Linked DNA regions of Sus scrofa: region 1 is linked to region 2. A link is a contact called in public HiChIP or PLAC-seq data. All regions are on one chromosome and are shown on one strand. The core of a region is the stretch at or near the end of the contact, and the rest is flanking DNA. Distances in the headings are between cores, read along the strand shown.

Region 1 (3,498 bases), core at 957-3,456, 100 kb before region 2:
GCTTACTCGTTGAGATGGAGTTAGATTCTGAGTCCTTCCGTGTCTCATCAGATTCCCAGAGGGTCGTTCCAAACATGTTCAGGGAAATGGCAGGATCGTTGCAGTAAATGCGTAACCTCCCAAAATGACGACGTGGTTGGGCAACACATTTGGAACACGTGGAACCAGACAGCCCGGAAGGGAGTCCCACTCCACGCCTTCCAGCCTCCGTGACCTTGCGGGCCCTCATAAATCGATTCATGCTGAGGCATCTGTGATGAATGTGATAGCTGCCTCAGCTGAACCGAAAAGGACGCCTGGAAATTGTTAGCCGCAGGCACACATCCCTGCTGTCGGTGCCTCGCGTGATATCCGACACAGTCAGCGCCCCATAAATGGGGAATGGATGAACTCGGGTGGCCCAGGCGCTGTTGAACTTGGATGTGGGGGAGGTTCTGGAGCAAGAGGGACACTCCCAGAATTCCTCAGTTCATTCCACGGTTGTGATGCACAGCCTCTGTCCCACATGCATGGGGTTTGCATAGCCCTGAAAACTCGTTTCAGGGTGGACAAGTACAAGCTGATGAATCAGGGAAACTTGGCATTGTAACACTGATTATAATTAGAGGGCAATACGCTCCATTATATCACTTTTCAGGGAGTTACAGGACACTGCTCCATCAGTGATACTGCCTAAAAGGATCGCTGTGGTCAAAAGCCCTTAAAATACATCAGGAAGGATTTCAGAAGCAAAGCTGTAAGTATGCCCATACTTTGGGGTACAACCTACATGCCATATGCATTTTTAAATATTGTATGTCAAAAATTTTTTTTCTTTTCTTTTTACAGCTACGCTGGAGGCATATGAAATTTCCCTGGGTCGGGATCGAATCAGAGCTGTAGCTGCCAGCCGAAGTCACAGGCACAGCCCCACCAGATCCGAGCCATATCTGTGACCTATGCTAAAGCTTGCGGCAATGCCAGACCTTAACCCACTAAGTGAAGCCAGGGCTCGAATCCATATCCTCACGGACACTACGTTGGGTTCTTAATCTGCTGAGCCACATGGGGAACTCCAAGAAAATACCTAGATGAACTGTTAAAATAATCACAAGAAGGAGAGGTTGATGTTGGGATTAGGATAAATAGGTTAGATTTCTTTCTTTCTTTCTTTCCCAGTAAGGGGGTGGTTTGAGGGACACTAGAGAATAATTTCGACACGGATTTTTAGGTTTTCTGTCCATCAGACAAATATTTATCCAATGCCTAATTGGCCGAGGCCCAGCTAGGTGCTGGGATTCAAAATGCACAAGAGAGACCAAACCCTGTTCTCACTCCATCATTGAATATTAACATGAATTTGTTTGCCAAATTTTGGAAAATTCATTGGGAAGATATCGAATGAAACTTGGAAGGGGAACATTTAGAACCAAATGCCCAGGAACCAGAGAGGTGCCCAAGGGATAGATGGTAATTTTATATAACAAAGAAGTGCTGATCTGCTTAATATCCTTTACAGAAGTGATATTAAAACTCCAGTAGAAAAATGTAGGCAGGAGTTTCCTGGTGGCGCAGTGGGTTAAGGATCTGGCGTTGTCACTGCAGCAGCTTGGATGGCTGCTATAGTGCAGGTTCAATCCCTGGCCCAGGAACTTCTTCATGGACAGAAAAAATAAAGGGAGTTCCTGTGTGGCTCAGTGGAAACGAATCCAACTAGTAACCATGAGGATGCAGGTTTGATCCCTGGCTTCACTCAGTGGGTTAAGGATCCATTGTTGCGTGAGCTGTGGTGTAGGTTGAAGACCCAGCTTGGATCTGGTGTTGCTGTGGCTGTGGTGTAGGCCGGTGGCTACAGCTCCAATTAGATCCCTAGCCTGGGAACGCCCAGGTGCCGTGGGTGCAGCCCTCAAAAGACCAAAAAAAAAAAAAAATGAGCCAAGGACCACAGGCAATTCAGAAAGGAGAGATACAAAGGCCCACACAAATTAAGTGCAAATTAAAATATATGCAAATTAAATGCAAATGAAACTGTAACCATGCAGAGTTGCTGGTAAACCTTCAGAGTTAGTAGCTCGGCAAGGAGAAGAGACTAAACAGACTGGAAATAGGGTCTGATAGATCGTCTACGCTGAAGATCCTTGAATCCATTCCTCTGGACTGCGGTGGGGAGGTGGAAAAATGCTGAGTTGACTCGTTGGCACCCGGCCCAGCTGGGCTTTCTTATGTAACAAAGGCTTGAGCTAGTTAGTATGAGAACTTGTGAAATGCAAGCTCAGAGTGGCCAAAACAAATATGTGGCCAGAGGAAAGCCAGCCTGGCCACCGTTTCTCTAACATTCGCGTTTTTATAAACATAGCAAAGAGCCATAAAACGGAAGGCTGTGTTTTGCCACAGGCCACACTTGCAACTGTTGTTTGCCTGTACATCTGCTGTATCACCTTCACTATCGAAAGCCGGAACATTCCATAAAGTCCATGGAGAGCATTCAAAACGCTCATCAAAACAAGCCAGCCCTGGCTGGAGAAAGGCGGGCTTTCTGTTCTCTGCTGGGTATAACCACAGTTTTCCCTTGCTGTTGGATCTTTCTAGCAAACACCTAGAACCCTCTCCTCCCCAGAAACCAGGTATCGGTGACCAGGAGATATGTTTGTTTAGCATCCTGTGCCCTTATTCCCAGAAGAGAGGGAATGGTACGGAACGCTCCGTCAAATAAACAATTGCCCAAGGTCTTGGACAAAAGGAATTGGGAACAGGAAGCAGACAGAGGACTCGTTGCCCCAGGTAACTGCCTGATAAGGTAAACACACGTGTACAACGAGTTCCTGTCCTCCTGTGATAAATATTTATGTGTTGCGCCCTGCGTTTGAAAGCACTAGACCATTTCTCGTCTGCACGTTGACCTTTGGATGCAAACCACGGGACGGACGGATTTTGAAGGTGATATAATTAGTTTTTGTGGCTCCAAGTTGTACCGGAAACAAGAGACACTGTCGTTTTGGTGAGCATTTAAAAAGCGATTCAGCAGGTGTGCGCAGGTAACAGGGTCAACTTACAGTCGGAGACTTTTCTTAGTTGCTCCTGGAATTCAGTGCTTTTAGGGAGATGCTCTGGGAGTTTATCATAAGCAAACGCACAGCCTCCTGAGGTTGGACGTGATGGACGAACTCTGGGTAATGCAGGGCTTTGTGTTATTTCCTGGGGATACTGAAGACCTCATTTGTAGGATACTGGTGTAGCGTGGCCCGAAATTTCTGTCATCTGATATATTTCACCTCAACGCTCATAAACCGGCCGGGGCAAACCATCTCCCTGCAGTGAGCTGTATTAACCCCACCTCAAGCAAAAGTCCAAGGCAAATGGCAAAAATAAGGAAATGCATTTGCCCCTATATCCCCACGACCACCTTTCTAGATGGTACAAGCTGGAGACCTGCGTCCGTCCTTGTCACCTCTACCTCTTTGACTCCCAATGTTCAATGTATCTAAAGACCTTATTGTCCTCCATCCACCAAATATCTCA
Region 2 (3,521 bases), core at 635-3,134:
AGCTTGGATCTGGCGTTGCTGTGGCTGTGGTATAGGCTGGCAGCTATAGCGCCGATTAGACCCCTAGCCTGGGAACCTCCATATGCCACGGGTGCGGCCTTAAAAGGACAAAAGACATATATATACATATATTTATTTCAACTTTATCATATTTAAAGAGGGATATATACTCTTTAATTTACTCTAAATGAATTAAATTAGGAAAAGTATGGATTATCAACCAATTTTAAAGTAATGTATTTAGTCAAACAATTTTTTAAAATTAAAAAAAAAATAGTAAAGTAGTTGGAGGTGTGGATTCAATCCCTGGCCCAGGAACTTCCATTTGCCGCAGGTGTGACCATTAAAAAAAATAATAAAAATAGTAAATCAGTATATTTTGTGACCAGTGTAGATTCAAATGTAAATTCAAAGTATGTATTACAACATTAAAAAGAGAGATAAAAACTGGTTCTATGAATTGTTTGGAATTTTTGCCTTTTTTTTTTTTTTTTTTTTTTTTTTTTTTGCTTTTTAGGGCCACACCTGCTGAATATGGAAGTTTCCAGGCTAAAGGTAGAATCAGAGCTACGGCTGCTGGCCTACACCACAGCCACAGCAATGTGAGATCTGAGCCGTGTCTGTGACCTACACCCCAGTTCATGGCAAAGCAGGATCCTTACCCTGCTGAGCAAGGACAGGGATTGAGCCCTCATCTTCACGGATATTATGACAGGTTCTTAACCTGCTGAGCCAAAATGGGAACTCCCAAAAAATTGAGTTTTAATAACTGAGGTTTTTATATTTGGGCAAATCTCACCATTTTGCCTCTAAATGACAAACAGAAGGTTCTGACTATGAGCTGTCAGCGTCGCTCAGCAAAAATGCCACGTGGATATGGGTCATATTTATTCCTAACAAATGACGAGCAAGATAGGGCATTATCATCATTATTTTTAGCTTTTGATTTTGGAAAAATTTAATTTTTCAGCTGATGAAAACAACCAAGAAATCTGAGAAAACTCATATTATGGCCAATTTGTGGAAATTGTTCTCTTTTAGCCTTTATTTTCATCGTCAGTGTTCCTTAAGCTTTCTTTAATCTGAGATGGGTGATGATGGGTATACATTTTTATTTATTTATTTATTTATTTATTGTCTTTTTTTTTTTTTTTTAGGGCCACACACACAGCATATGGAGATTCCCAGGCTAGGGGTCTAGTCGGAGCTGTAGCCGCCGGCCTACACCACAGCTCCAGCCGCAGCAACTCAGGAGCTGAGCCTCATCTGTGATCTGCACCACAGCTCACAGCAACCCAGATCCTTAACCCACTGAGCAAGGCCTGGAATCGAACCCGCAACCTCTGTGTCAGGTTCCTTAACCACTGTGCCACGACGGAACTCTGAGTATACATTTTTAAATGAAAATGACTTCACAGAGTATCGGCTAAAGTCCAGATGGAGGGCCTGGGGCGTTGACACCACTGAGGGCTCAGAAAGAAGGTTAGTCATCGTTTTACTTTAAGAAGATAGAAATGGGCTGGGGGGATGCGCTGGGGGTGTGGGATGGAAATCCTATCAAATTGGATTGTGATGATCACTGTACAACCATAAATGTAATAAATTCATTGAGTAATTAAAAAACATAAAAAGAAACTGAAAATAAAAAGACTGATGATAAGAAAGAGAGAAAGAGAAATGGAAGCAGACAGTCTTCTGTCTTTAAGGACCAGAACCTTGGGGTTCACCTTGGCAACCTCTGTCTCCTCCCAAATTGCTTGCTAGCCCCTTAGATCCCCGAGCCAAGAGGCCACTGCCCAGCTGGCCGACTGTGCCTCCGCCTAAAGCTCAGATGTCCTGAGCAAGAAAAGCCGTCATTTCTGTGACCCGAGCGAGCCATGCAGCCAGGCTGTCCCTCGGCCAGGATGAACTAAGCCTGCTGTCCCAGAGAGCTGGGAAGACGGCAGCTGTGGAAACACACGGTCCTGTGTTTCAAAATGCAAATGACCACATTGCCCTGACCTCGAGTGTCCTCAGAAACATTCCCTACCCACGATGATAAATCCTGCTCTCGGAATGTGGTAAATTGAGAAATGCAACACAAATACCCCAGCGGGATAGCCTTCCTTCTGGCCTTTCATGGTATTGTTTATGCAGCTAGATTTTTAGAAAATGCATTCCTTTAAGTTGGAGGGTTTCGGGCCATTTTTTTTTTTTCTTTCTTTCTTTCTTTTTTTTCCTGAAGCCCAGAAACTAAATGTTTTCATCAGAGGAAGCTGATCATGGTCCTCTGGCTTCACAGAGAGAGAAAGTGGATAATGTTGGGTTTCGTTTGCCCGGTAACCATTCTCCCATCCCAGTGGCACCTGAATTTCCTTTGATGGAATTGCCTCTTTCCCTTAGGGCAATCTGAGGGGACCGGAAATCCTGGCATGTGCCTCCCACTGGCCCTGTGGAACGGGTGGTGCTTCCAGCTCCCGGAACCATATCATTTCCATTTGCGACCCCAGTGCCACCACCGCACACCCCTTCTAATGTCCCTTCTTTTTTTAATTTTATTGGAGTATAGTGGACATACTGTTGTGTTGGTTTCAGGTGCACGGCAGACTGAATCAGTTCTAAGGCATTCTTTTTCACTTAAACTAGATGCTAACTAGTGATCCCAGCATACACCAGAAGAGAGCACCTCTATCTGCTCCCATCAGCTCCCGGGGCAGACCCTTGTTTTATCTCAAATATACCTTCTGTCAAAACATGTGTTGGTCTATCAGAAGTCAGTGAGAGTTAGTTACTCAGACTTCCTGGAACTCTGGTCCAGAGATGCACCCTCAGAGATTCACCATTCTTTTTTTTTTTTTTTTTTTTTTTTTTTTTTTGGCTTTTCAGGGCCACACTCATGGCATATGGAAGTTCCCAGGCTAGGGGTCAAATCAGAGCTGCAGCTGCTGGCCTACACCCCAGTCACAGCAACTCCAGTTCTGAGCCACACCTGTGACCTATACCACAGCTCAGGGCAGCACCAGATCCTTAACCCACCAAGCAAGGCCAGGGATCAAACCCATGTCCTCACGGATGCTAGTCGGGTTTGTTACCGCTGAGCCCCAACGGGAACTGCCCTGATCCACAGTTCTTTATCAAAGTGTTTTATATTACCATGATTGTATTATGATCAGTGAGGATATTTTTATTGAAGTGTAGTTTATTGCCAAAGTTTGGGTTTTTTTTGTTTGTTTGTTTTTTTTTTTTTTTTAGACGTGCGCCTGTGGCATATTGAGGTCCAATCGGAGCTGTAGCCGCCAGCCTACACCACAGCCACAGCAACGCGGGGTCCAAGCCGCATCTGCGACCTACACCACAGCTCACAGCAACGCCGGATCCTTAACCCACCAGGCAAGACCAGGGATCGAACCTACGTCCTCATGGATAGTAGTCAGATTCGTTTCTGCTGAGTGACGATGGGAACTCCTGCCAAAGTATTTTCACTGTTTCCTTTTCAAGGAAAATCTTCAAAGGATTAATATGAGCTTCTTACATTGGGATCA

The links. HiChIP or PLAC-seq counts read pairs in DNA pulled down with a chosen protein or histone mark.
Region 1: an H3K27ac HiChIP or PLAC-seq map of skeletal muscle shows a contact between it and region 2, with 4 times the contacts expected there. The contact joins two enhancer-like sites. A contact is called at or near these places in 5 of 47 Hi-C or Micro-C datasets (adipocytes, embryonic fibroblasts, epiblast stem cells and 2 more) and 1 of 2 datasets of contacts at active chromatin or transcription factors (skeletal muscle).

Annotation. Positions count from the first base shown.
Region 1 is chr6:68,889,574-68,893,071 of Sscrofa11.1, reverse strand. No RefSeq gene overlaps it. Among named protein-coding and RNA genes, the nearest start is that of SLC45A1, 43 kb to the left of the region's middle. Within about 2 kb of position 2,206, at least 27 of the 83 cell types and tissues checked have an H3K27ac peak or open chromatin away from gene starts, as enhancers often do. A contact at or near this core is called in skeletal muscle, where this site is marked.
Region 2 is chr6:68,789,289-68,792,809 of Sscrofa11.1, reverse strand. No RefSeq gene overlaps it. Among named protein-coding and RNA genes, the nearest start is that of ERRFI1, 110 kb to the right of the region's middle. Within about 2 kb of position 1,884, at least 33 of the 83 cell types and tissues checked have an H3K27ac peak or open chromatin away from gene starts, as enhancers often do. A contact at or near this core is called in skeletal muscle, where this site is marked.